Regions from separate parts of the Rattus norvegicus genome. Here regions 2, 3 and 4 are each linked to region 1. The links are chromatin contacts, called in public Hi-C maps. All regions are on one chromosome and are shown on one strand. The core of a region is the stretch at or near the end of the contact, and the rest is flanking DNA. Distances in the headings are between cores, read along the strand shown. Region 1 has its middle 380 kb from the start of Pik3r1. Region 2 has its middle 42 kb from the start of Cd180. Region 3 overlaps Pik3r1 (phosphoinositide-3-kinase regulatory subunit 1). Region 4 overlaps LOC102546726 (a long non-coding RNA gene).

Region 1 (3,055 bases), core at 448-2,947:
CTTGATTTTCAATGATGCTCCAAGATTTAGAGGGAAGAATTGAATGATTAATGAAAATCAATGAAACTGTTAGGACACAATTTTAGGTTCATTTTAGTTCTCAGAAATCCTACCTGTACTGTGTGGGTTTCGGGGATGATGTCAGGACAACAATCAAACAAACAACAATAAAACAAAAAGATGAATTTGGGCCACAGTAGACCAACTTATGACTTTTCAAAGGTTTCACTGTGCTGCTCCGTACCTGCTGGTCCTGTTTCCTAAACATATTCATCTATGGTTCTACTTATAATTGAATCTCTGCCGGTGGAAGATTGGACAATCGGCTCTGGTTTGAAGTCATAAGAGAGATCTGTAAGTCTCAGGAGCAGTCAGTAAATGGAGACACAAGTGTGATTAGCCCTATATTGAAAAAGTTATAGACTTCCCCAACAATTACTTCATTACACCCCTTTTGCTTTAGTGTGACTCTAGTCTGCATGGCACTAATGTACATATATGATTAATAATCATGCACATCACAGACATTACATATAATCTCATATATTCAATACTTTAAAAGAAATTTTTGGCTCTATCTGACAATCATTCTTTTAAAATGATTGTAAATTAGTACAAGACAAAGTGCCACCACTGTGCGGGAGTTAAACACACTTTTGAAATACCTCTTAAAGAAGAAATGGAACTGAGCTGAGCTAACAGTATCTGAGGCATAATGGGGAAATGGAGAAATCATTTAACCCCAACTCAGAGGTTGAACCTGCCCTGCTCATTCAGTTCCCAGGTAAAGGACACACAACTTTTATTATTTACAATAAGCCTCAACCAGCACAAGAGTTGGGCAGATATCTACCCTGTATGCTCTTAGAATCTACTTTCCTATTGATAACTACTAGTTATTACTTACTATACTTCATCTGGGCTGCTCTTAACTCCAATTGGCCAGCTCTCAGGGCCACAGTTTTATGACTCACCTAACCCATGGAAGCTTCTCCTCTGTTTACCTTCTCCCCTCTGCCTTCTGTTTCTCCTCTGACCTCCATCCTGAAAAGCCTACGTCTCTTCTGCCCAGCTATTGGCTGTCAGCAATTTTAGTTACCAATCAGAAAAAACTTGGGAGCAAGGTCACATAATGTCACTTGGATCTACATGTGGACTTTCTCACCTCTGGGGTCTTAAGGAACCAGTAATAGCATTAAAATACAAGCAGCATCAGACCAACCCACTATAGAGAAAAAAAGCGAAGGATTTGGAGATGTTACCTAATGCTCAAAATTAGCCTGTAAGCCTCAATAGGTCAAGAACTTGGTAACTTCCTGGAATGCTGGGAGTTGTGGTTCTTGGAAAATAACAAAGCCTCATGGGAAAGTACAGTGGCCTATAGGTTTATCCCTATAAGCCTCGGCTACATGTGACTCGGGGTCATTTTGGCTGGGAAATTCCAGGGACTGGGTCTGGCCAAAGTCCATCTCTTGGTCCATAGTTAATATTTAATAATGCTTGCTTTAAATTTGGCCACAATGCTGGAATTGGATTTTTTCAGGTGAATCTCAGGATTGACAACTACTGGTGGTTCATAGTGAAGCCTTAGTAGCATATTTGAGGTCTGGCACACCCAGATGCCCATGTGCAGTGTAACACAGGTAACATACAGTGTGTGGCATAGAACACACAGCACGTTCTCTGTGGTCTAGGCTGAAAGCTCTTACTGAGAAGCAGTAGCAAAGGTCAGAGGTGTAAAGCAGAAGGGAAGATGAACTCAGATGATAGTCAGAGAATAGAACACGTTTTCACAGTGATAAGACAGCTTCTGCGTGGTATCTTTGCAGATCCTGGAACTATTTGACAGGTTATCAAGTCATTCTTTCCTGTTGAGATCTATGTTTGAAAGGATCATGAAGTGTGTGGCCACCAAGGGGAATTATAAACCTTACAAGGCTGGCCCTCAAGGGCATTTCATTCCTAAAATAGAAAAAGTCTGTGGTGTTCTATGATGACAGAAGACCACCGAGACAATCTCCTCTCACCCAGGCTGATTTGCTAAACTTACACTTCTAAGAGGAAGAACAAGAGCACGAAGGAAATTGAGAACGGTAGAACCGTTTACAAAGGAAATCAAATGAAAAGGCACCCCAATTACATGCAGTAACTGTGGTCTGAGGAACTAATTAATCATGCTATTCAGGGAAGCCTATCTAGTGCTTTGCTTCCAGAGGTCTAGATGACAAATAGAATCTTGAAGAAGAAATATCTTGTCCGCTGTTTTTCTCTACTCTTGCTTATTTTTCTTAAAGCAAAGGCAGCAGTGCACTCTGAAGCCCATGATTGAATTCTCGAAGTCAGACGATGTGTTTAGGTGGTCGCCACTGCAGAGCTACGCTACGACTCAGGGTGACTTTCAGGAAGAAAACATATTTAAATACAAAATACAACCTAGATAGAAAACCTATGATGCCATAGTCCAGTACTGAAAAACAGAGTCTTTCCCTCAATTTAGATAATTAGCCTAGAAATATCTGTGACTATCTCTGGGTTGCCAGCAACACTGAACTTGGGTGCTACAGTTCCATGTGAAAACGTAGGTCAAACAAACCCAGCAGAGGGAGGGACAAGTCTTTTTGTTTTCACTTCTTCTTGTGGTGCTCCTGTTTATATTGTAAATTCTGTATACAGGGAAATCTTACATCTGGATGTGAAAGCTCAAAAGACTTACCTCAAGTCCAGATGCTGCATTCTCTTCACCTGTGAGATAACGAGGGGATATCCAAAGAAGCAATGGCGGATGTTCTGTATGAGGCAAAGTGCCTGGAACGGTCTCATCACGCTTCATATTTGTGATTCCTCTCTCCTGTCATGCAACCCCACCCAAGCTAGACTCTCCTTCAAAGGATCCTGAGAAATGTGCCTCAAACTTATCGCTTCTCCTCTTCCTTTGCTCTCTCCCTGATGATGAAGCCCACTGAATTGGCCTGACTTTCCTGTTAACTACCTTGACTTGTTTACAGGGAGAGAAATGGTGGAGACTGCAGCACTGGTATGAGCAGTGGTACAAAGC
Region 2 (3,298 bases), core at 396-2,895, 470 kb after region 1:
GGAGCATGGCTTTGCTTGTTCTGCTCTTGACACAGACTATTTTCTGCATGAAAGGCTCTTTCATTTTGTTTTCCCTTTTTTTGTCTTTTTTTTTTTTTTTTTTTTTTCCGGGATTTGAAAATGCGGTGTTTTCATAGCGCCACCTTGTGGTAATGAGCCGCATCGAATTCCTACACCCAGCCCAACTTCAGCTTCCTTGTCCAGATTCTGCTTGAGATTTTTGTTTCTCCTTTGTTATTTTTTCCTCTTTTCTTCTACTTAATATTCAAGAGTTGTTCTTTGCCAATGATGCTACTGAAAATAATGGCAATTCAAGCAAAATTAGACCATTAAAAACTTTTTTACAAAATGTCTTCATGTAAGAACAGTAGCACCTACATGCACACTTAGGGATATGTCCCTCATCCAGGGACTTGGGGAAAGGGACTGGCTAGAGTTGTGTGCAGAAACCCCATGGGGACAGGAGAATTGCTGAAGCAGGCTTTAACTGAAAGCATTCTGACTAAACTTTCCTTTTACATCTGCCGTGGTTTTTTTAGGGCTGGCTCTGGTCTGAAAGCCACAGAGCTGGGTATAGCAGACAAACTGATTCCAAGACACCATGAAAGGAATATTAAAGCCACTGATATCCCCCTCACAGCAGCAGGCACCACAGCCAGGTGCTAAAGGAATTGGTTGTTTATGAAGAAATAATCAAATATTCTTTTCTTTTTCCCTTCTGGGTTCTGCAGCCTCACACGAGTCCCGGCCTTCCTATCCCCAGGGGAAAAAATGCTACGTGGGAAAAACAATAACTTCAACTCTTCCCCTCTCTCTCCCAAAACCACTTCCACTCCAAAGGCTTGGTTACACTAGAAACTCGTGTGCAACGACAGGTGTGGACACTCCAGAACTGAGGCAGGTGAGCATGGAATATAGGTTTTAAGATTTAGATAACTAAACCCATTGAAAGTGCCATCCAGCTTCTGTAAGCCCTTGTCCCTTAGAAATTTGAAACAGGCCACGCGATAATGTTACATGGTAGAAATGAAAGAGAAGGAGAGGGAAAGATGCCTGGGGACGACATTAACAAGGCAGGATGCAGTCACTCGTCTATTTAGGAGCCCCCAAGCTGCTGAAAGGGCCCTCCCTAAGTGGAGGTTTTGGAAAAGGTGACCTAATTTAACAGGCAAGCTGAGGTTCATGCATAACTTTCTGCACGCATGCGTATGCATAAGCACACAGATAAACATCCAGTCCCATTGCAATAGACATTGGGTTTCGCCCAAACTCCTAGCTTTGACCTTCTCTGTAAAAGACAATTGCTTTTTACTTTCTCAAACGTCGACAAGAAATCCGCAAAGAAAGCATGGGGTAAAGGACTCAAAAGTCACATTTGTACACAGTAAATGGCGTAGCTTTGACAGAACAGCAGAGGATAAAACTATAGAGACCCGTGTGCTTGAACCTGAAGAGGATAAGATAGCTGGATGAGCCACGGGAAGTCCTGAGTGGGCCACGGAAATTGACAAACCCCCGTGCGTCATCCCACGAGCGAAGGTTCTGGAAGTTTTCCAAGTCTGCCAGTGATCCCAGCTGACCTTTCCGGGTCTGGCAGACTCTGGGCCAGACTGCAGAGAATATGACTGAGAAGCAGATTCCTGCTGCTTCCTGGTGAGCCTGCTTTACTTTCCAGTAAGTCCCCTGTGGTATAATTGTTCCTTTATCTGCACAGGAAGAGAATTTTCGATTCCTTCTGGAAACTAGAGTGGGCCAGGCCCCCTCTCCTGGATGCTGACTCGGAGTCTGTGCATATGAAAACCTGGAAGGAAGCCCGGTCCTGCGGGGACCGCCATGTCATAGCAACTCTCAGCGTCAGGCTGGAGACTTTAATTCTCTAAGATCCAATGGCCCCTGGGTGATCACCAAGCGGAATTTGCCGTATGTTGCTATGAAACTTGGACCGACAAAGGGTGACCCACTGGCCAAAGTCAGGGCCTCTCCTGTGTTTAGGACTGCGTCTTTTCAGAGCGTGTTCCTGATCGTTCACATTAGTCTCCCACACCCGACTTCACTCCACGCAGAGGTGAGTAGCTGCCCCAGAGCGGCGCTGCCTGCAAAGCCCTGATTGTTTAGTGCCTGGGCCCTCACATGAGGAAAGCTCACTGACCTCCAGTTCAGCAGAAAGGCCATTCAGGAAGGGCAGTGTAGTATCTGGAAAGACCCTGAGAAGGGACTCAAAAGCCTGAACTCTGGCTTTGCCTCTACTGTAAACCAGCTGGTGAATGACCGTATGCCTTTTCCAGGGGCACAGGGTACAAAAATGATGTGATTTCTGTCTCCAGTGCCAAACCGGTTGCCCGCCATACTTTTCATTTCCAAAGTCTTCTTTTCCTATTTGTGACCCAAGAACTGTGATATTTAAGTAATTCCATTGGAATCGAAACTGTGTACTTGTAGAAAAATAGATATAGGGAGGAAGAGATAGTTCAAGAAGAGCACTATCTACTCTTTCAGAAAACACAAGTTTGGTTTCTAGCATCCATCTAAGTAGGGTAGCCTACAACCATCTATAACCAGCCTCAGGCCATCTGAAACCCTCTCTGGCCTCCACATATACACTTATACACACACACACACACACACACACAGAGAGAGAGAGAGAGAGAGAGAGAGAGACAGAGAGACAGAGACAGAGACAGAGACAGAGAGAGACCATTTTAAAGAAAGATATACACACACAGGTCTAGACACGCACCCCAAAGTACTCAGAGCCCACTGATAAGCCCAGCTTCATGCACAGCCCCTCTACTGAAGAGACATGTGTCTTCTGGAGCCTCACCATCTGTGGAGCTGTGATCAAAACATTACTATTCAGTTACCGTCTAAGCACAGCTGTAGAATTACGGAGACGTGTTTTTACAAAACCAAGCAATTGTCTGAGTCTGTCTCCCAACCGAAGAATGGGGGAGAGTCTAATTCACAACACAATTCCTACTTTATAGAGCATTTATGTACAACATGCGGGGCACTGTCCTATTTACTTGTTTTTCGTGCCACCTTTATTTAGTGTGTACTTTATAAGACTTGCAAATAGTTTCCAAACATCTCCAAATTTAAGAGGAAAAATGCAATGGAGTGAAGCTGATTTAAATTAGCTTAGTCTGGGCTCTTCCCAGAAGCAGAGCCCGAAAGGAGATGCTTTATTTTTGGAACTGATTTGAAGAAACAAGTAGAGGACAAGGCAAATTAAAATAGCGAACCGGGAAGAGCCAATACAGGGTCTTCAGCTGAGTTGGTTACTGGCTATGGACAACCA
Region 3 (2,837 bases), core at 42-2,541, 410 kb before region 1:
AGGAAACACCAGACTCCAGAGGCTAGAAAGAAAGGAAGCCCAAATCAACCACAGAGTTACAAAATCGGCCATCAATTTGTCTAATTAAAACTCCATTTAATATTTCACTAAAGTGGAATTCTGGCGGTCTTAAGAAATATGCATTTAAAAGAGCTATGTAGCCACTTCTCCTTGTCATGACTTTCAGAGACCGTCTATGATCAGTCAAAACCCTGGGCTTTAGGTTCCTAGTGAGTCGTGCATTTTCATACATTTTAGCCAAGAGCTTTACCAAAACAACCTCCCTGTGACCATCATACCACCAGGAATGTGGGCCAAACGTTTCGTTTATTTCTCTCCTTGACCAATAGATGGCGACCTCTACTGGGCAAGAGAACCAGCGTCAGAGCAGGCCAGCATTTCCTCTTCCTTCCAAGGTCCTGCATTTTTTTTTTTTTTTTTAACTAATGAGCTACTTCATAATGAATTAGTGAACGAGAAAACAAAATATTTTTAAGTTATTTTGCTATGACAATTCTGGCTTTGTAAAGGAAAATGGAGTTCTGAAAAAAACGAAGGTTTTCCTCAAAAAGAAATAGACTAAACAGACAAGGCAGAAGAGAACTGCATTTCTGGGCATGATTTTGCCAGTACTGTGCCCTCTGAAGAAATAGCACGAAGTCTACAAAACTCTGCCTAACAGAATCCATGGCCCTTGGAATGGTTTACACTTAAGTGGCACAAATGGTTGGGCCTGACTGCATACGCCTATAATAACTACCACTAGAGAAGCTGAGGCAGGAGGACTGTCATGAGTTTAAAGGTAAGCTTGGAGAGTGTGTGTAAATGTCAGTCTCCTAGGACTATATAAAAAGAGTAGTCCTGGAAAACAAAACAAGAAACAAACAAAAAAATGAGACACTAGTGAAGCAGGCGAAGGAGGACATAGAGACTCCCAAGAAAGCACCATTGAAGCAACAAGACTCTGTTCAATGATAAATGAAGACTCTGTGTTGAGAAACTAAACCGTTCCGGCATGCCTGTGTCTGGGGGAGCGTGCACATAGCTCTGGAGAAAACACGTTTTGCCACAGAACACAGGGGGCTCTGTCTACCTTCCTTCTCTGTCTACAAGGAGGGGACCTCTCAGGTGAGGGAGCGATTTTTAGAAGAGGCAGCTGGTCTAACCATGGTTAATTCTGCTGTCATTTAACTTTGTTTCTTCCTGGAACGCCCACAAAGAGAGCGACAGAGTGTTCGCTATCTCCCATGAACTACTGCTTCGCACAGTTCTCAGCTGTTTAAACTGGCCTTCGGCCTTCATTTCCTGTGGCCGGGCGATTTCAACCCCTTTCATTTTCCTCCGGTTCAGACAGATCACTTAAGTCGGAGACGCGTTGTGTGTGTCTGTGTTCTATGTGTCCTTCTGGTTTGAGTGTTATCATTAAACAATGAGCTTTAAATCCTCGGGTCCTCTGGGACTCGAGGTGTGACGGAGAGAGCGCCCTCACAGCTCATCCTTGCTCAGTGAGCCTACTGTAGAGATGAGAAAGCCAGGGCTATGTATGGACATTACCATCTTTAGGACGTACAACAAATAATTCACAGTGACTAAGATGGACTCTTGGCCAAGAATGCCACTGGAAGTCCTTAATGCCTGGCTCGTTCACAAGTTCACTATGTAAGCAAGACCAACAGGAGGGGACATGGAACCAAAGTGCACCAGCCTCACCGATGGCCCTACGACTTCATCCCATGCACTTTCCACCTGACCTAAAGGACTCGCACATGATAAATGATGCAAAACCCGACCAGTTTGTCTTTTTTTTTTTTTTTCTCTAAAGTATATTTGTACAAATTCCCAGAAAACTGCTCCTGCTGCTGAACGGGTTTGTTTTTACTATAATAGAGAACTGTCAAAGACAATCGAGATTGGCCAGTGCTCTCGAGCTGTCTGATTGCTTTGTTCTACGGATTCTCTTTGGCTAGAAAACGAGATGGGTGACAAGGTTTGTTCAGTGCTATACACGGAGGACGCTGAGATGTGGTCTTCTATCCGGCAGACAACAGCTAAGTCTGAGAGTCAACCTGAAGCCAGCAACTTGGTTTAATCCCACCACGAACTGTGAGTGAGCCTGCTCACCCACTCTGCCTCTGTGTAAGAGGCTGAGAAAGTTGCCACTTTGGATTTCTCAGAAACCCTGTAAAACCCATGGGAGAGACAATGCAATAGCATCAGACAGAATTTTAAAGGAAACACAGTCTAAGCACTGCTCTTTACCTCGAGTTGTATCCAGTCATTTGTATTGATCTGAACAATTCAAACAAGTACATTTCTCCAGAGCACACTGATTGCTTTGTCACTATTACTGGAAAAACTAAAAAAAAAAAAAAACAAAACAAAACAATAGGTCTCACCAGTTTAACTATCCCAAAGCAGTTAGTTAGCCAATCAACACAACATTAATATATTTAGCATGAGTTATGATTGTGGTTAGAGCTAAAAGTCTTTTTTGTACCCACAAAAATTTAATTTACTACTTGACGCAAGATAAAATATGCAATTAGAAAAAAACTTTTTCCATGAAGCCCACTGAGTTGCGCTTAATATTTCTAATTAAAATAAATAAGCCCCAACATCCTTAATTATGACACATTTAGGTAAGGGACTTTTGACACATGCTTTCTGCTAAATCCTACTTGAAGGAAGAAGAATTTTCCATCACTCAGTCCTGTCTCCATGTAATACACTCATTTGCTTCATGCTTCTGGTTTTTTGGGGGTTTTTTTCCCTTCTTCTTCTTCTTCTTCTTCTTCTTCTTCTTTTAGGTTACCAGAAAAAGAAAACCAAGTTAAATC
Region 4 (3,000 bases), core at 264-2,763, 430 kb after region 1:
CACACACATAGGCACACTCGCACACAACGCATACATACAATAATTTTTTTTTTACGTTTAAAGGCTCTATGAGTGACTGGCTGGGAACAAAAGCCTTCCTGGGCCTCACAACATGGCTGGCTGAGATCCTGCAGGGGTAGAGAGCCAGACACAATCTGAACTGGCAGACACTAAAGAGCCTCAAGACTCCTATTTCCTCTTTCCTGGTTGTTTTGCTCAAGAGAAGCCAGCTGAGATCAGACAATGAGGGTGAGACAGAGAAGTTCACATACCTGTCATGCTTCTCACATTACAATAAAAACAGTGCAGAAATGGGCAGATGGTCGGCACAACTACCCCCCCCCAGAGGACATCCCAGTAACCCTCAAGTCACACATAGTCAGCCTCCTATGTGAGAAGTGGAGGTATTTATCAGTCTAATCCGGGAGCTCTTGATATCTGGGCAGCCACTGACCACTCCTGGAAAAGTGCTAAGAGGAGCAGACCCCTTGTAAGGTGGAAAAGGTCTTTACCTCAAAGATATAGCAAAGTACTATCTACTTCAGTGGCTTGGGGATCATGAGTAAAGAGCACTTAACCCTTTACTACTACCACTACCACTATCACTGCTGCTGCTGCTGCTGCTGCTACTACTACTACTACTGCTACTACTATTGCTGCTGCTGCTACTACTGCTGCTGCTGCTGCTACTACTGCTGCTGCTGCTGCTGCTACTACTATTACTATTACGACTACTACTATTACTACTACTACTACTACTCTACCTCACTTGCACCTCATTGTAAAATGAGAAAGTAGAAAGTCAGATAGGTACAATAATTCCTAGCTCCATTTGGTCATATTTCCTCTAGCTTCGCCCAATGGTTACCTAGCAACCAGATATACCAGCCTGGTATAAAAGGACTCTCTCTACCTATTCGGTCCTCCCTCCCTTCCCTCCCCTCCCTTCCCTTCCTCTTTCTCCTCTCCTCTCCCTACCTCTTTCCCTATCTTCTCTCTCTCCCAACATGTTCCAGGCCTCTCTCCCCTCTCTCTTTCTGTTCTCTGTGCCCTTTCTGTCTCTGCCTCTACTCCCTTCTCAGACTCCCTTCCCATGTCCAAAATAAACAGATGAATCTATAGTAGACCTGTTGTATGGCTGATACCTGTGGAGGGCGGGGAGGAATACCTCAGCATGGGCCCACTAAGACACCCCCTCTCGCCAGTTTCCACCAGATCACACCATGTTTTATAAAACATATTACCACTGCCCCCACCCCATTCCTCTTTCTGTGGACTTGCAGATCATTCGAGGAAATTTTCACTCTTCTTGCTGATATCTCGCGTCCAACATACAGGGAATTGAACACCGTCTGTTGCCACTCAAGCCTAAACTAAAGGAGCCAGAGATCAAAATGTTGAGAAACCTGGAGAAGTACACAAAGCCTCATTTGTGTTTGCACACAGGCTCTGATGACAGCCGCCTGGATCTCAGAGTGATCCGCCCACTGATCCCAGTCAGTCTGCTCTAGATATGACCATGACCCTGTGGAGATGTCAACCATCAACCAGCCACATGGACACACACACTCCTCTATCACTGACTGGGCCTCTTTTTGAAGTGGTCTCATCTTATTCTCATTAGTGTTCCGCCGAGAACTCTGTCCTCTTTCCCCCTCTCTGTTCAGAACACAGATTTGCTGTTCTTTCCAAATCAGTGGCAAACCTTCCAAGTTGTCCTGGGGCCAAGACCCATCACTGGTCACACACCACCCTGCCACTAACTAATGTGTCCTCTTGAAATCCAGGCCCAAAGGGTCAGCAGTTATGTTGCAAAAGGCCCCTAGAAGCATTTGTGTGCGCTCCTGCAGATTTCAGAGCACAGACCATGTGTTTATCAGTTGGCTAGGAGTGTTAATCGAATATTGCAATGTGCTTTTAAATTTTTGGATCCCTTCTCTTTTTTCACATGCAATAGCGAGTCCTTAGAGAGGCAAAGATTCTAGGAAAAAGTAGAACACCCGTTACATAAGTCTTTAAAAAAAAAAAAAAACCCTAGTACATAGGATGCTAATCGTTCCAAGACTAATCATTATCTAGCATGCTTTGGTCATTGCTCAGCGCCAATGGCAACACAGAACAAGAGGCGGATCGTTGGAGTGCTAGCTGGGTGTGTGCCAACAAGGGAAGGCCATGTCAGACAAGTTGGAGCACATACAGTAACCATCCTAAGCTACGACCATGACTTTCAGGTCCTTTCCACTGAATACTCTCACGCATGGTTCCTCAGAACCAGAAGGGTTGTACACAACGTCTTCTGGGGATCCCATCTAGGGGACCCTAGAGGAAGCACGTGTTAAGTTCCAGACTCGGATTTGGCTCCCAGGTCCCAACTGAATCTGGAAAGCTAAAAGAAAATTATTCTTCCTCGCCATGTCAGAATACCTCCCTGCGAGGAATTCTCTGATGTCATACAAGTGTTGTTACACTCACATTAATGTTGTAACAGGACCATAGCCAGACAAGGAGCAGAACTGGTATGGTAGGAACTCATCCAGAAATGAAGGGAACAGCCTGTGCGCTTCCTTTGCAAGCTTTTTGTTTCCCAGAAGCATTTACGCTGGCCCAGGTGTGCGGGCATGTGGGATCAGCACACAGTGTACTGATGTGCACACACACGCCCATCGAGTGCATTGGCCAAAGCCAATCAGAAGTCTTCCTCTACTTTTACCCACCTTACTTCCTGAAACAGGACCTCTCTGTGAATAAGAAGCTCGCCAGTTTAGGCCAAGCTAGCTGGCTGGTCAGAGAACTCTCGGGATCTGTCTGTCTCCACCCCAATGCTAGAGAGACAGGCATGTGAAGTCCTGCCCAGCTTTTTGTGTGCTTACTGGAGATTCATACTCAGGTCCTCCTATGTTCGTGGAAAGCCCTCTTCCCTACAAGCCATCTATCTATAGGCTCCTGGCTGAGCCTCCAGTGTTAAAACCCTACTTTCGCTCATCAGTTCTTTGCCCTTGC

The links. Hi-C and Micro-C count contacts between places; a contact is called where the count stands out from the background.
Region 2: a contact with region 1 is called in a Hi-C map of liver, with 8 times the contacts expected there. The contact joins two enhancer-like sites. A contact is called at or near these places in 5 of 12 Hi-C or Micro-C datasets (hepatocytes, kidney, liver and 1 more).
Region 3: a contact with region 1 is called in a Hi-C map of liver, with 3 times the contacts expected there. The contact joins two enhancer-like sites. A contact is called at or near these places in 3 of 12 Hi-C or Micro-C datasets (liver and mammary epithelial cells).
Region 4: a contact with region 1 is called in a Hi-C map of liver, with 11 times the contacts expected there. The contact joins two enhancer-like sites. A contact is called at or near these places in 2 of 12 Hi-C or Micro-C datasets (both in liver).

Annotation. Positions count from the first base shown.
Region 1 is chr2:35,075,149-35,078,203 of GRCr8, forward strand. No RefSeq gene overlaps it. Among named protein-coding and RNA genes, the nearest start is that of Pik3r1, 380 kb to the left of the region's middle. Within about 2 kb of position 1,698, at least 4 of the 93 cell types and tissues checked have an H3K27ac peak or open chromatin away from gene starts, as enhancers often do. A contact at or near this core is called in liver, where this site is marked.
Region 2 is chr2:35,546,551-35,549,848 of GRCr8, forward strand. No RefSeq gene overlaps it. Among named protein-coding and RNA genes, the nearest start is that of Cd180, 42 kb to the right of the region's middle. Within about 2 kb of position 1,646, at least 10 of the 93 cell types and tissues checked have an H3K27ac peak or open chromatin away from gene starts, as enhancers often do. A contact at or near this core is called in liver, where this site is marked.
Region 3 is chr2:34,666,375-34,669,211 of GRCr8, forward strand. All of the region lies in intron 2 of Pik3r1 (phosphoinositide-3-kinase regulatory subunit 1), which reads right to left. Among named protein-coding and RNA genes, the nearest start is that of Pik3r1, 30 kb to the right of the region's middle. Within about 2 kb of position 1,292, at least 18 of the 93 cell types and tissues checked have an H3K27ac peak or open chromatin away from gene starts, as enhancers often do. A contact at or near this core is called in liver, where this site is marked.
Region 4 is chr2:35,505,363-35,508,362 of GRCr8, forward strand. All of the region lies in intron 1 of LOC102546726 (a long non-coding RNA gene), which reads right to left. Among named protein-coding and RNA genes, the nearest start is that of Cd180, 83 kb to the right of the region's middle. Within about 2 kb of position 1,514, at least 17 of the 93 cell types and tissues checked have an H3K27ac peak or open chromatin away from gene starts, as enhancers often do. A contact at or near this core is called in liver, where this site is marked.